3 separate regions of the Mus musculus genome follow, and regions 1 and 3 are each linked to region 2. A link is a contact called in public HiChIP or PLAC-seq data. All regions are on one chromosome and are shown on one strand. The core of a region is the stretch at or near the end of the contact, and the rest is flanking DNA. Distances in the headings are between cores, read along the strand shown. Region 1 holds the start of Atg4d (autophagy related 4D, cysteine peptidase). Region 2 overlaps Pde4a (phosphodiesterase 4A, cAMP specific). Region 3 holds the start of Keap1 (kelch-like ECH-associated protein 1).

Evidence for each region. HiChIP or PLAC-seq counts read pairs in DNA pulled down with a chosen protein or histone mark.
Region 1: an H3K27ac HiChIP or PLAC-seq map of embryonic stem cells shows a contact between it and region 2, with 9 read pairs. The contact joins the promoter of Atg4d here to the enhancer-like site in region 2. A contact is called at or near these places in 1 of 39 promoter capture datasets (the 3T3-L1 cell line), 2 of 484 Hi-C or Micro-C datasets (bone marrow-derived macrophages and embryonic stem cells), 2 of 115 datasets of contacts at active chromatin or transcription factors (both in embryonic stem cells) and 3 of 9 other capture datasets (adipose tissue, liver and pancreatic islet).
Region 3: a contact with region 2 is called in an H3K27ac HiChIP or PLAC-seq map of embryonic stem cells, with 9 read pairs. The contact joins the promoter of Keap1 here to the enhancer-like site in region 2. A contact is called at or near these places in 1 of 39 promoter capture datasets (the 3T3-L1 cell line), 2 of 15 datasets of contacts at CTCF or cohesin (CD8 T cells and embryonic stem cells), 4 of 484 Hi-C or Micro-C datasets (cerebral cortex, liver, macrophages and 1 more), 5 of 115 datasets of contacts at active chromatin or transcription factors (the 230-238 cell line, the SCID.adh cell line, embryonic fibroblasts and 1 more) and 3 of 9 other capture datasets (adipose tissue, liver and pancreatic islet).

Annotation. Positions count from the first base shown.
Region 1 is chr9:21,262,742-21,267,308 of GRCm38.p6, reverse strand. It overlaps Atg4d (autophagy related 4D, cysteine peptidase), which reads right to left and starts at 2,024. Exons shown (of 10, transcript NM_153583.10): 1 at 1,592-2,024; 2 at 487-570; 3 at 229-402. The coding sequence starts at 1,826.
Region 2 is chr9:21,202,491-21,206,638 of GRCm38.p6, reverse strand. It overlaps Pde4a (phosphodiesterase 4A, cAMP specific), which reads right to left. Exons shown (of 15, transcript NM_183408.3): 9 at 3,343-3,441; 10 at 3,087-3,251; 11 at 2,216-2,315; 12 at 1,515-1,669; 13 at 1,226-1,348; 14 at 312-494. Among named protein-coding and RNA genes, the nearest start is that of Keap1, 35 kb to the left of the region's middle. Within about 2 kb of position 1,963, at least 73 of the 459 cell types and tissues checked have an H3K27ac peak or open chromatin away from gene starts, as enhancers often do. A contact at or near this core is called in the 230-238 cell line, cerebral cortex and embryonic stem cells, where this site is marked.
Region 3 is chr9:21,236,146-21,240,725 of GRCm38.p6, reverse strand. Keap1 (kelch-like ECH-associated protein 1) reads left to right here and starts at 1,394. Exons shown (of 5, transcript NM_016679.4): 1 at 1,394-3,655. The coding sequence starts at 3,017.

The sequences.
Region 1 (4,567 bases), core at 775-3,274, 61 kb before region 2:
GTCAAAAATATACACACACTACACACACACACACACACACACTCACACACTTATCTCTAACTGGCCTGAAACTCACTATGTATCCCAGACTGGGTACTATATCTCAAAATCCTGCTTCAACCTCCCAAGTTCTGGAATTCCACTGCACTGTTCAACTCACAGTCTGCAGCAGTTTTAAAGGGCTGAGCCAGAAGCCAGGCACTTGCAGCCTGCATATACACAACTCACCTCTAGGCAGAAAATGCAGGAGCAGGCCCTGGGCCAGCATCATCTGACCACTTCGTAACATACATCCCCAGCCACAGTCTGAGGTCAGGCTGCCTCCAGCAAGGGGTGGGAAGTCCCGGCGATATGTGAGCCATAGTCGAGATACAAAGTCCCTTTGAAACCGCTGGATGTCACCTATGAGAACCAACTGGTCAGCCTGGCAATCAAGGAGAACCCTAGGAGACTTCCCCTACCCTGGTTCCAGATTTGACACCTCACCCTCTCCCTCGAAATGGTAGCATCGCCCGCAGAGGTGAACAGTGGAGATCTTGCTGAAGCTGGTCCGGCTTTTAACTGCCCAACCTGGGGAAACATGGAGTAGCTCGCAGCAATTTAAAGCACTCAAGTATCAGCAATGGGTCTTCCATTCCCCAGTGTTGAACTGGGCCTGATCCTAGCTGAGATGTCAGGGCGGCGGCTCTGCAAAATCCATGCCACACCACATCTGTCTGGAACACAGGTGGGACTTAGTCACATCTTCATAAGGACCCACTATCAACCCAGGGCCGTTCTATTCTGACTGTTGGGTTTTGCTGTAAATCTATAAAGCACATTTTTATTTTGTGTATGTGAGCTTGTGTATATATGTGGACAAGCAAGCACCACAGTTTGGGTCTGGAGTATAGAACATTGACAGGAGTGGGGGCTCTCCTTCCACCATTGGGGTCCAGGCTGGAGCTGAGGTCCTTAAGCTTGGTGACAAATGCCTTTAACTACTGCGGCATCTCACTAGCCTTTTTCCAATTTTTTTTTAAAATATCCACTGGTGTTTTGCCTGCATGTATACCTGTGTGAGGGTGTTAGATCCCATGAAACTGGAGTTACAGACAATTGTGAATTGCCATGTGGGTGCTGGTAATTGTTCCTCTGGAGGAACAGCCAAGGCTGCTGAGCAGTCTCTCCAGCCCCCTGTTTTCCGATTTTTTGAGACCCAGTCTCATGAGGAGCTCAAGTCAGCCTGGAACTTATTATATAGTCCAGGATAGCCTAGAACTCTTGGTAAACCTCCTGCCTCAGCATCCCAAGTGCTGGGATTACAGGTGTGAACCAACATCTATTAACTCTGTTCATACTATTGCACCTATGTTACAGAGGGCAGTAAACAGACCGCAGGAAAGCAAGGTATTTGGCCAAGGTCAAACAGGTGCAATGGGCGGAGCTTGAAAACCTTTCCCATTTAACCTGCCCCACGTCCAGGACTGGGAAGGGCGGAGGACCTGCTTGTGACTCCTCCTGGATGGGCTCATCCACAGGACAGGGTAAAGGTTTGGTTTCTTTTGCTCTGACCCCTCTGACACCCTTGACCAGTGCACCCCCTCCTCACCATACTTGACGTTGTTCCAGGCTGTCAGGAACTTGGCTTTGAACTTGTCCACCTCGTCGGGCTCGGCGGGGTCTGTCCCAGATGAACCGAGAGCTGCCACTCCGGACCCCGAAGGTCCCAGGTTGCTAGGATCCGGGATACGGGTTTGTCCCCTCGGCCGGCGACAATCGGCCCGGCGCGCGTCCTCCGAGCTCCCGCTGCGGTACTGCGCCGCAGCCGGCGACACGGAGTTCATGGACCCGCCGGAGAGGAAGGACGCAGGTGTCCCCGAGGTCCGGGGAACTGCGAACGCTCGGGAGCAGCCCCGCGGCCAGCACAGTGTTACTCTATACTCAGAGCCGGGCTCCCGGGTCCGGCTCTGGCCGCAGCGGATACCCGGGCTCCCACAGCCAGCGCCATCTTGGTGGCCCAGAGCACCCGGATACGGTGGGCTTGGCTAGCGAGCAAGCCACGCCCCTGTACAGTCCGCCTCCCTTGGACTCACCACACCCTCCTAATCTCACCGCGCAGGCGCAAGCGCGTCCCTGGGGGCCCTTATCTCAGACCAATGGGTCAGAGCCGGAGAAGCCACGCCCATTTACAGCCCTTTCTCAAGCCTTGCACACCCTTGTTCTGAATGACATCTCAAGCTGCGGACGCCGGACCTTCTCTCGCTCAAAAGTGCAGATTTCCCCGCCCTGCCACTCAAATTCCACTGCATTGAAGGTCCCATGTTCTGGGTGCGATACATGGGGCTTGTCGTGCCTGTGGAGATCTCGTAAGAGCCAACTCAGGTTCCTAGACAGCCAGCACCTTTATCGCATCTTTATCCGCTGAGCCATCTGAAGGGCCTTTCCAATGTTTTGAGACAAGCTCTCACTTAGACCTGACTCTCCTAAGGAGAATACATTCCGACTATTCAAGTCCTGCTTAGGCACACGAGCTCCGTTCACGCCCAGAACACATGCCCCGACCTGCAGTGAAATTGGAGAGCCCAGGCAGAGAACCCACCCTGGAGCTCAGGCTGGCCTCCAACTCATGGCTGCCCGCCTGCGTCAGCTTCTTTAGTGCTGGGGTACTCAAAGACTGAGCACACTGGCGATGGAGCTGAGTTGGTAGAGGGCCTAGCACACGTGAGGCCCTGTGTTCTATTCCCTGAAACCCAGAAACTGAGTGTAGTGGTGCATGAAACCCAAGTCTCTGAGGCAAAGGCAGGGGCACAGGCCCCTCCTCTGTTGTGCAAGGCGTTTGAAACCAGCCTGAGCTTCATGAGAACGAAAGAGACTGTGAACACAACAGAGTTTATCAACCCAGAACAGATGTCACCCTGGGGATGTGACTATCCCTGACCCATTGGTGCCCCATTGGTCATGATTCTCAGTGCCTCAGTTTTCTCCTGAGCAAAATTTGAGGGAGTTATCTGTAAGACTATAAAAGGAAAACGAGGGCTGGTGAGATGGCTCAGTGGGTAAGAGCACCCAACTGCTCTTCCGAAGGTCCAGAGTTCAAATCCCAGCAACCACATGGTGGCTCACAACCATCCGTAACGAGATCTGACTCCCTCTTCTGGAGTGTCTGAAGACAGCTATAATGTACTTCCATATAATAAGTAAATAAATTAAAAAAAAAAAAAAGGAAAACGATTTTGGCATTTTTTTTAGTGAATCTTTTTTATTTATTTATTTATTTTATTTTTATGAGAACGCTGTCGCTGTCTTCAGACACACCAGAAGAGGGCATCAGAATCCATTACAAATGGTTTTGAGCCACCATGTGGTTGCTGGGGATTGACCTCAGGACCTCTGAAAAAGCAGCCAGTGCCCTTAACTGCTGAGCCATCTCTCCGGCCCCAATTTTGGTATTTTGAGACCCTATCTTATGTAGCCCAGGCTGAGCTTGAACTTACAAGCTATGTGCCTGAGGATGGCCTTGAATTTGCCTATTATTTATTTATTACACTTATTTATCTGTGTGTGTATGTGCACGTGTGTGTGTGTGTACGCGAGTGCACACACGTGCGTGGGTGTGTGTGTGCATGTGTGTACACATCCTTGCCACAGCACTTATGTGGCACTCAGAGGGCAACTTTTGGAAGTCACCTTCTACCACATGAGTCCTAGGGACTGAACTCGGGTCGTCCGGCTGGCAGCAAGCACCTTTACCTGCTACTCTGTCCTAAATTTATGATCCTTCTCTCTCCGCCTCCAGAGTGCTGGGATTACAGGCATACAAGGTTCTCCTGCATCGCCCCAACTGAATCTTCATACAACTGATGCATATCCAAGGAAAGATTCCAACCCAAAGAGAAAGAAGGGGGGCCGTATCAGAAAGTAGGATGTCTTTTTATATAAAATAGGAAAGGCTGCAACCTCATTTGTAGTTGGATAGGCTTGGAGGGAGGGGAAATCAGCAGGGGCGGGGAGTATAGAGGAGGGTAGATTGGTAAGGCTTTGTTGTAGCACTCATGGGGCATGTTCAGTCCCCGCACTGCAAAAGAGAAAAAGAAAGGCCAAAGGCATCTTTGATGGAGTAGTGAGTACTTCAGTGCCCTGACTATATAGACCTTTCCCTGAAATGAAATCATATCAGATTGCCACCTAAGATACTTGAAATAAGGCTGGAGCTGGGGCTTAGTTGGTAGAGTGCCTACCTGGCATGCACAAAGTGTGGGCTCAGTCCCCAGCAGCACATAAACCGTGTGTATCAGGCACTTGGGGGTGGAGGCAGTTCACCCTGGGCTACACACATAGCAAGTTTGAGGCCATCAGATCCGATCTCAAGGGAAAAAAAAAAAAAAACCAGGGGTGGGGTGACCATGCTGGGCAGTCATACCTCACACCGTTAGTCCCAGCACTAGGCAGGCTGAGGCAGGCAGGTCTCTGAGATCAAGGCCAGCCTGGTCTACAGAGTGATTTCCAGCACAGCCAGGGCTGTCTTGAAAAAAAAATCAAAGAGGGAGAAAGAGACAAAACAGAGAGAGAGAGAAGGAGAGAGAGA
Region 2 (4,148 bases), core at 714-3,213:
GGTAGGGCAGTAAGATCAGAGATTCAAATTTATCCTTGGCTATAGTGAGTTCAAGGTCCAGATGTAAAACAGAAAACTAAAACCACCCCCCTCCCAACACACAAAACATTGTTTTTAAAATGCCTGGTTTGCAGCAGACTGATGCCATGATAGGTGGACTAGCCAGAGATCTGTGAACATAACTTTGCAAAATGGGAGTGACCTGCCTCCGATGAGCCCACTACCAAAGAGTCAGACACTGATTTTGTCGTCCTGGAGAGGTGGGCCAAGCTACTCCTGTAAGCTGTCCCGAGGCCCTGTACCCGCCGTACCTGAGACTTCTCCACAGAGGCTGTGTGCTTGTCACACATGGGGCTAATCTCCATTCCGCGTTCCCGTTCTCGGTCACCCTGCTGGAAGAACTCAGCCATGATGCGATCAGTCCATTGTCGGTACAGCTCCAGGGGCTTGGTGGGATTGCTGAGGTCTGCACAGTGCACCATGTTCCTGAGGACCTGGTGAATACAGGGAGGGGCCTTCAGAGGCCAGGCAGAATCCCAGTCTGTGGGCCTCTGGCTGTCTTCTCTCTCTGTCTCCCTGTCTTTTTTATGAGACAGGGTCCCCTGTAGCTTAGGTTGGCCTTGAACTTGCTATGTAGCTGCGGATGACCTCAAACTCTGATCCTGCCCCCATCTTCTAAGTGCTGGGGACACAGGGATGCAACAGCACACTCAGATTTAGTTTCTAGTGGCTTTATTTGACTTTTTAAAAGGGGTTTCCAAATAGAGTCCCAGCTGGTTTTGGACTTGTGGCCATCCTCCAGTCTCTACTTTTGGAATGCTGGGATTAAGGGTGCTCACTAGGCCTAAGGTTTTCTTAACTCCATGTGCTTGTATGCCTGAATGTGTATGTGTGTGTGTGTGTGTGTATGTGCGCGCGCGCTAATGCACAAATGCATGTGTGTGTATGCGTGTCTGTGTATGTGTGTGCTGGGCAGGTGAATTGGAGTGAAGGAGAAAGCTGAGGCAAGAAGTGTGAGGGAAATGGAGAGAGGTGAGAGACAGCTGGGGCAAGATGGGTGTGTGGTGAGAGAAGCTGAGTGGGGTACGTCAGGGGAGAGGGTTGGAGAGAGACGGAAGAGGTTGAGAAAGAGACATATGGGAATTGACAGAGGAAGGAGGGGCATGTGTTGGAAAGGGAAGATGGGAGAGGCAATCACGAACGAGGAAGAGGGCATCTGGGGCACCTGGATACGGTCAGAGTAGTTGTCCAGCAAGAGAACTCCAGAGCTGGTCACTTTCTTCGTCTCTACCATAGTCTTCAGGTCAGCCAGAAGGGTCATGTGCTTGGACATGTCTGTGGCCAGCACCTAAAAGCAAGATATGTCAAGTCAGGGAAGAAAGCTTGCCCACCCTCCCCCTGACATCCACTCTGTTACCTACCCTGGCCCTAGATTTATTTTCCTTTGCCAAACTGCAGGGTTCTTAAGGCCCGCCCCGCCACCAAGCCCCACCCACAGCGCTGGCCCCGCCCACCATGTCGATGACCATCTTGCGCAGGCTCTGCCGCTGGCGCTTGCTGAGGTTCTGGAAGATGTCGCAGTTCTCTTCTTGCAGCAGCTTGAATCCCACAGCCAGGTGGTGGTTCTCAAGCACAGACTCATCGTTGTACATCAATGCCAGCTCCGAATCTGCAGAGTACCACGTGGTACCACCTGGGTACCAAGCCCCGCCCCGTGCGCGCCCAGTCTCCAGTTGGCTTCATTTTCAGACTGACTAGTCCCAGCCCCCTCCTCTGCCACATCGGTGCTTCACCAAATAAACCAAGCATCAGGCGCCTAGACTGTTCCTGCTCCAATCCTCCTCTGGCCGTCCTCACCCTTAGCCTAGCGGGCCCATCCCATCCTCACAAGCCCCGCCCCCACCTGGCTGGCTCCACCCCTAGCTCAGTTGGTTTAATTTCACGCCCCATAAACCAGGTTCACAGGCAGGTTGTTTCCCATCAATATATTAAGCCCCAAAGCTAGCCTTGCCAGCTCCTCCCCTAGCCCAGGTGGTCTAATCTCTACAACACAGGCTCCACCTTCATCCTGACCAGCCCCGGTTCCAGCTAGACCACCTCCATACTTTCATCCCAACGTGAGGGGCTATTCCCACCTCCATTCAACCAGATGTTGCTTCTAGGCCAAATGGCCACGCCCTGAGCCTAACTGTCTCCGCCCTGAAAAGCCACTCACTGGTGTTGATTAGGAACTGGTTGGAGACGCCAGGGTGGTCCACGTCATGGATGGCAGCAGCGAAGAGAGCAGCAAGAATCTCCAGGTCTGTGAACACGGCCTGGGGGCAGGGAGAAGAAGTGAGAGAGAGGCAGAGTCTGACACAGAGGGGACACACAAAAGGGACAGCCCAGACAGAGATGAGGAAGATGGGACTCCAGAAAGAAGAGGAAGAGAAAGATAGATGTAGTGTCTGGGCAGATGATCGCTGAACCAGTAAAGTGCTGGCTACGCAAGCATGACGACCTGAGCTTCAAACCCACACCCCACATTAAAAAGCCAGGCCTGTGGGCTGATCTTGCAATTTCAGCTTTGAGAGAGGGCTGCGTCCCTGGGGCCCCTGGCCAATCTCCCCTACTCAGTGGTTGACCCTGTTTCAAAAATGAAGGTGTTAATCTCAGCATTCAGGAGGCAGAGGCAGGCGGATCTCTATGAGAGCTGTACACCAGCCTGGTCTGGGGATGTGTGGCAACAAGTGACATCCTGACTTGGAACAAGGTAAAGGGACGGTAAGACACAAAGGAGTGTTCTCCGACCTCCACACATGCCCCGTGTGCCCCCTTACACACACACACACACACACACACAGGCCAGTAAAACAAAACAGACACTAGCAAGACTGCTCACTGGGTAAAAGAACTTGCTACTCAGGTAAACATGACTGAGTCTGGTTCCTGGATTTACATAGTAAAAAGGCAGAAAACTCCGTTCCAAAAGTTGTTCTCTGACCTCCACACATAGGCAACAGCACCCCCCAAAAACAAGAGAAGATAGGATTAGAGAAATGGGCTAGAGGAGATGAAGGGACAGACAGGAGGAGGCGGGCACTCACATCCAGTGCAGGCGTGGCCAGCAGCACATGTGTGGACTGTAGCACATCGGCTGCGTGCAGGCTGTTGTGGTAGGCCACGTCAGCGTGGTAGTGGTCCTCCAGCGTCAGCATGTATGTCATCATGGTGTCCACGGGGATGTGGAATTTCTTCAGTAAGTCCCGCTCCTGGGAGCCAGAGCAGAGCAGTGACTCCTGCTGACCCCCAATGCCCCGTCCCAGCCCCTTGGATCCCAGCCAGCTCCCTGTTCGACATCACCTGGAATATCGTATACATGATACAGCTGAGTGAACGGCCTCCAGCGTACTCCGACACACAAAAGATGTTCAGGCCCCATTTGCTCAAGTTCTCCAGTTCCTGGCAGTGACAGGGTAAGAAGTCAGGAGCTTGCATGGTTCAGGGACAGGAAAGCTACTTCCTAGGACTCTGAGCCTCATTACTGTTCACAAATTGCATAAAGTTCAAATGCATGGACATTTTTTTTTTTTTTGAGACAGGGTTTCTCTATGTAGCCCTGTCTTTGTAGACCAGGCTGGCCTGGAACCCAGAAATCCGCCTGCCTCTGCCTCGAAAGTGCTGGGATTAAAGACGTGTGCCACCACCACCTGGCTTGCCTTAAACTTAAAAAAAAAAAAAAAAAAAACCAAAAAACCCAACATATATTTATTTTATGTATATGAGTGCTCTATTTTCATGTATGCCTGCATTACAGAAGAGGGTATCAGGTCCATTGCAGATGGTCACAAGCCACCATGTAGTTGCTGGGAATTGAACTGGAAGAGTAGCCAGTGCTCTTAACCACTGAGCCATCTCTCCAGCACCACCCCTCCCACCACTGGGTTTCTTTTTGTAGTCCTGGCTGTCCTGGAAGTCAGCCATCTGTCTGTCTCTGCCTCCCTAGTGCTGAGATTAAAAGCATGGGCCAGATACATGGACTTTAAGACAGACTATATCTTTGTATGTGTGTGTGCCTGTGTGCAGGTATGCATATCCACAGAGATCAGAGGTCACCTTAAGATGTCTTCCTCAATCATTCTTCTTTGTAAAATTCTTTAAAAAAAAAA
Region 3 (4,580 bases), core at 145-2,644, 35 kb before region 2:
TATCCTTTTCTTTGATATTTATTCATTTGTTTTCTGATATAAGGTCTTGCTAGGTCGAGCAGGCTTACTGTGAACTGGAGGTAATCCTCCTGCTTCAGTGCCCTGGTGGCTGGGATTACAGATGTGTCCCCTCAATATTCTTATTTTTAGATTTATTTCCTTTTATGTACACGAGTACTTTGCTTGCCTGTATGTCTGCGCACCACCTACCTGCATGGTGCCCACAGAGGTCAGAAGACAGCATGGGGTCCCCTTGAACTGGAGCTATGGATGGCTGTGAGGCATCGTGGCAGTGGACTCCAGGTCCTCTGCAAAAGCAACACGTGTTCTAAACCACCTTTCCTGGTTTTCCGAGACAGGGTTTCTCTGTGTAGCCTGGCTGTCCTGGAACTCACTGGGTAGACCAGGCTGGCCTCTGCCTCCCAAGTGCTGGGATTAAAGGCGTGCGCCACCACGCCTGGCTTAACTTTATGTTTCAAAGTTAATTTATGTGTGTATGTGGAGGTTATCGGACAACAACCTGAAGGAGGAAGCTTTCTACTACTATGTGAGTACCAGAGGTGGAACTTAGGTGGCCAGAATTGGCCAGACGCTCCTTTACCCACTGAGCCATCTTGATAGTTCAAGAAAATAACTTTCTCTCATAAATGCCATATGCAGCAAATAAGTATCTCTTACCATTAAAAATATATAAAGATGTTACGAGAAATACAAAGAGGCAGCTCTGGGCATTCCAACACTCCAACACCCTCAGATGAATGCCATACCTCTCCTCATGAAAACATGAACACACAGAGAGGAGAGTGTGTCTCTGGAGCACTCGAGCTGCACTTTGCAGGCTCCACATAGGGGAAGAGAATCAGTTTCTGCCAGCCGTCCCCGACCTCAACACAAGCACACACACAAATTAATGTACACAAAGCCCAGAGTGATATCCCAGCCTTTAACCACAGCACACGAAGGAGGCAGAGGCAGAGGCAGGAAGGTTTCTGTGTGTTCAAGGCCAGCCAGGGCTATGTAATGAGGCCTGTCTCAAAAAGAAGTTATAAGGCTGGAGTGATGGCTCAGCAGTTAAGAGTACTTGCTGCTCCTGCAGTGGTCCAGGGTTCAATTCCCCCATTTGCATGGTAGCTAACAACCACCTGTAACTTTAGGGGACACTGCACAGCCCACGTTGCACAGACATACATATACAGGCAAAACACCCACACGCACAAAGTAAAATACAAATTGAAATAAAAACATTAAAAAGTTATTTTACAAGAAGATAAATATCGCAACCAGGTAGATGGGTCTAGTTGGACCGTGCAGGCTGTGGGAGGGTCCGCCGGTGCAGGTTCAGCTGGAGGCGTACCGGACAGCCTAACCCGGAGGCAGCCTCCTAGGGCCGCCCAGACCCACGCCCTGCTCCCTCCGCCCGGCACCTGCAGGAAGGGCTGGAACTGCCTCTGCGTACCCGCCGCCCGTTTCCGCCCTCCCGCTCCTCCCACGCGTGCCGCCCGGGACCCCGCAGCACCGCTGCCCCGATCCGAGCCCTCCACCCCCACTCCGGTCCCCCTCCTCTCTTCCCGGAAGCGCGGCGCGTGGCGGCCCGGCGGCGCGGATTGGACGCGTGGCACCTACAGAGACACCCGGGGGGGTGGGACGGAGGTGAGCGAGCGCCCGCGGAGGATGCGGTGGGGAGCCAGCTCCGGGAGCTGCCCGCGGTCGCGCGTGGGGCCGTGCACGCGGTGGGGGGAAGCGCGTGCCCTTCTCCAAGCGCGCACCCCGCCGCCGAGCCCGTGAGCCCTCGTAGGGTGGTGGCCGCGGCGAGTAGAGGTAGGGGTCGCCCGCGGCCGGCGCCCCGGGACTCTTATTGTGACAGGGTGGCGCGCTGTGCTTAGTCACCGTGACCCGCGCGGCGGAGGCGGAGGCAGAGCGCGGCCATGGCGGGGTGAGTGAGCCGCTCCAGGCCGCGGCCCGGGACCAGGCCCTGCGGGCTCTCCCGGCGTCAGGGCTGCGCCTCCGAGCGGTGGGGAGGCCGCTGGAGCAGGCGCCGGGTACCGGGCGGCCGCTGCACAGCCCCCTGCGCAATGCCAGGCCCGAGCTCCGGCAGTGTGGTCACGCGTGACAGTCGCTCACTAGCTGGGGCCCCTGGAGCATTTCATCCCCCCCCTCCCCACGGTGATCTAATAGACAAAACACGCGGAGTCGCGACTCCAGGCTGAGCCCAGAACCTGGGGAGCCAGACGCAGACCCTCTCTTGTCTCCCCACATCTTCTTTGAAAGCATAATTCCTCCCCTGGCCCCAGGTCTCCAAGGGTCTCCTGAATCCCTCCCCGTGGGTGTTCCAGATGCTGCACACTCTCTTGCCCCAGGAGCTTGGTGTTCGCTTAGTGTTTCCTATACAGACCTTGCTTTATTTTTAGGCCTTTTCTGTCTTCTCGCTGTGTCTCTGGAGCTCAGAGCAGTCCCAAATACATAAATGGCAGGCTCTGTAAATGTTGGTGTGGTGTTGAAAGGAATCTGACATGTTGGACGAAGGCAAGGGGAGGGAAGGATGGCTGGAACAGTGAAGAGGTTGGAAAGCGGGTGTGGAGTTTTACAGGCCATTGACGATTTGGGGTTTCCATTCTTGGGCTCGGTGAAAGGTGTTGGGTGATTCTGAGCAGGAAAAGGAACATGATATGCCCTGAAGGCCCGCGAGTTGAGAAGTTAGTTTGAATGGAGCCGGCTGTGTCCAGTTTACTTGGCTTGGCAAAATCTGCACTTAGATATCATTGCTTAGTCTTGCAAAAAAAGAAGCCTGGCTGGACATGGTGGCACATACTGTAATCCCAGCACTCGGGAGGAGCCAGCTTTGGTTGCATAGTGAGTTGGAAGCCAGCCTAGGCTATGTAAGACCCTGTCTCAAATAAAATAAAATAAAGTGGCAGGGTCTGGTCTAACCCAGCCTCTGTTCCCAGCGCTGTGCTCTTCCCTCCCTCCAGGCCCCTAACGGCTAGCAGAGGAACTGTGTCTTGTCATCAGGAACCCCATGCAGCCCGAACCCAAGCTTAGCGGGGCTCCCCGCAGCAGCCAGTTCCTGCCCCTGTGGTCAAAGTGCCCCGAGGGGGCCGGGGACGCAGTGATGTATGCCTCCACGGAGTGCAAGGCAGAGGTGACGCCCTCGCAGGACGGTAACCGAACCTTCAGCTACACACTAGAGGATCACACCAAGCAGGCTTTTGGCGTCATGAACGAGCTTCGCCTGAGCCAGCAACTCTGTGACGTGACCCTGCAGGTCAAATATGAGGACATCCCAGCTGCCCAATTCATGGCTCACAAAGTGGTGCTGGCCTCCTCCAGCCCAGTCTTTAAAGCCATGTTCACCAACGGGCTTCGGGAGCAGGGCATGGAGGTGGTGTCCATCGAAGGCATCCACCCTAAGGTCATGGAAAGGCTTATTGAGTTCGCCTACACGGCCTCCATCTCCGTGGGCGAGAAGTGTGTCCTGCACGTGATGAACGGGGCGGTCATGTACCAGATTGACAGCGTGGTTCGAGCCTGCAGCGACTTCCTCGTGCAGCAGCTGGACCCCAGCAACGCCATTGGCATCGCCAACTTCGCGGAGCAGATCGGCTGCACTGAACTGCACCAGCGTGCCCGGGAGTATATCTACATGCACTTCGGGGAGGTGAGTGAAGCCGGGCTTTGGGCTCAGAAGTGGGATAGGCCAGCGTGGCGTTCTCCCCTGCGACAGGCTGGAGGAAAACTGTTGGGTGTTTTCTTTTTCCTTCCTTCTTTTCTCCCATAGGGTCTCATGTAGTCCAGGCTGGCCCTAATCTGGTTGGGTATCTGAGGATGACTTTAAATTCCTGATTCCTGTCTCAGTCTGTCGAGTACTGTAGTTACAGACGTTCGCCCTCCCAATACTTAATAGAATGGAGGCCAGCAGTGCCCCGGAACTTGATTTTACTTTTGTTTTTAAATCTTTTTTAAAAAATTATTTGCCTTTAGTTTCTGTGGATTGGCGTTTTGTCTGAATGTTTGTCTGTGTGTGAGGTGTCAGACCTTGGAGTTACAGACAGTTGTGAGCTGCCATGTGGGTGCTGGGATTTGAACTCGAGTCTTCTGGAAGAGGCCAGTAGTACCCTCAACTGTGAGCACCTGTGGTCTTATTTTTTGACAGTATTCTTCTTCTTCTTCTTCTTCTTCTTCTTCTTATTATTATTATTATTATTATTTTGGTTTTGGTTTTTCAAGGCAGGATTTCTCTGTGTAGCCCTGGCTGTCCTGGAACTCACTCCGTAGACCAGGCTGGCCTCGAACTCAGAAATTAGCCTGCCTCTGCCTCCCAAGTGCTGGGATGAAAGGCGTGCGCCACCACACCTGGCTTGACAGTCTTCTTTAGCTGAAGCTTTTTTGTTTTATTTATTTTTGTTTTTCAGGACAGGGTAACAGTCCTGTCTGTCATGGACCTCAATGTGTAGACCAGCCTGGCCTTGAACTAACAGAGATCTTCCTGCCTTTGGGAGTAAAGGCCGCATGTGCCACCACACCTGGCTATTGAAGTTGCTTTTTGTTTTGTTTTGTTTTAAGTCCTGTCTTTGCTGTCACTT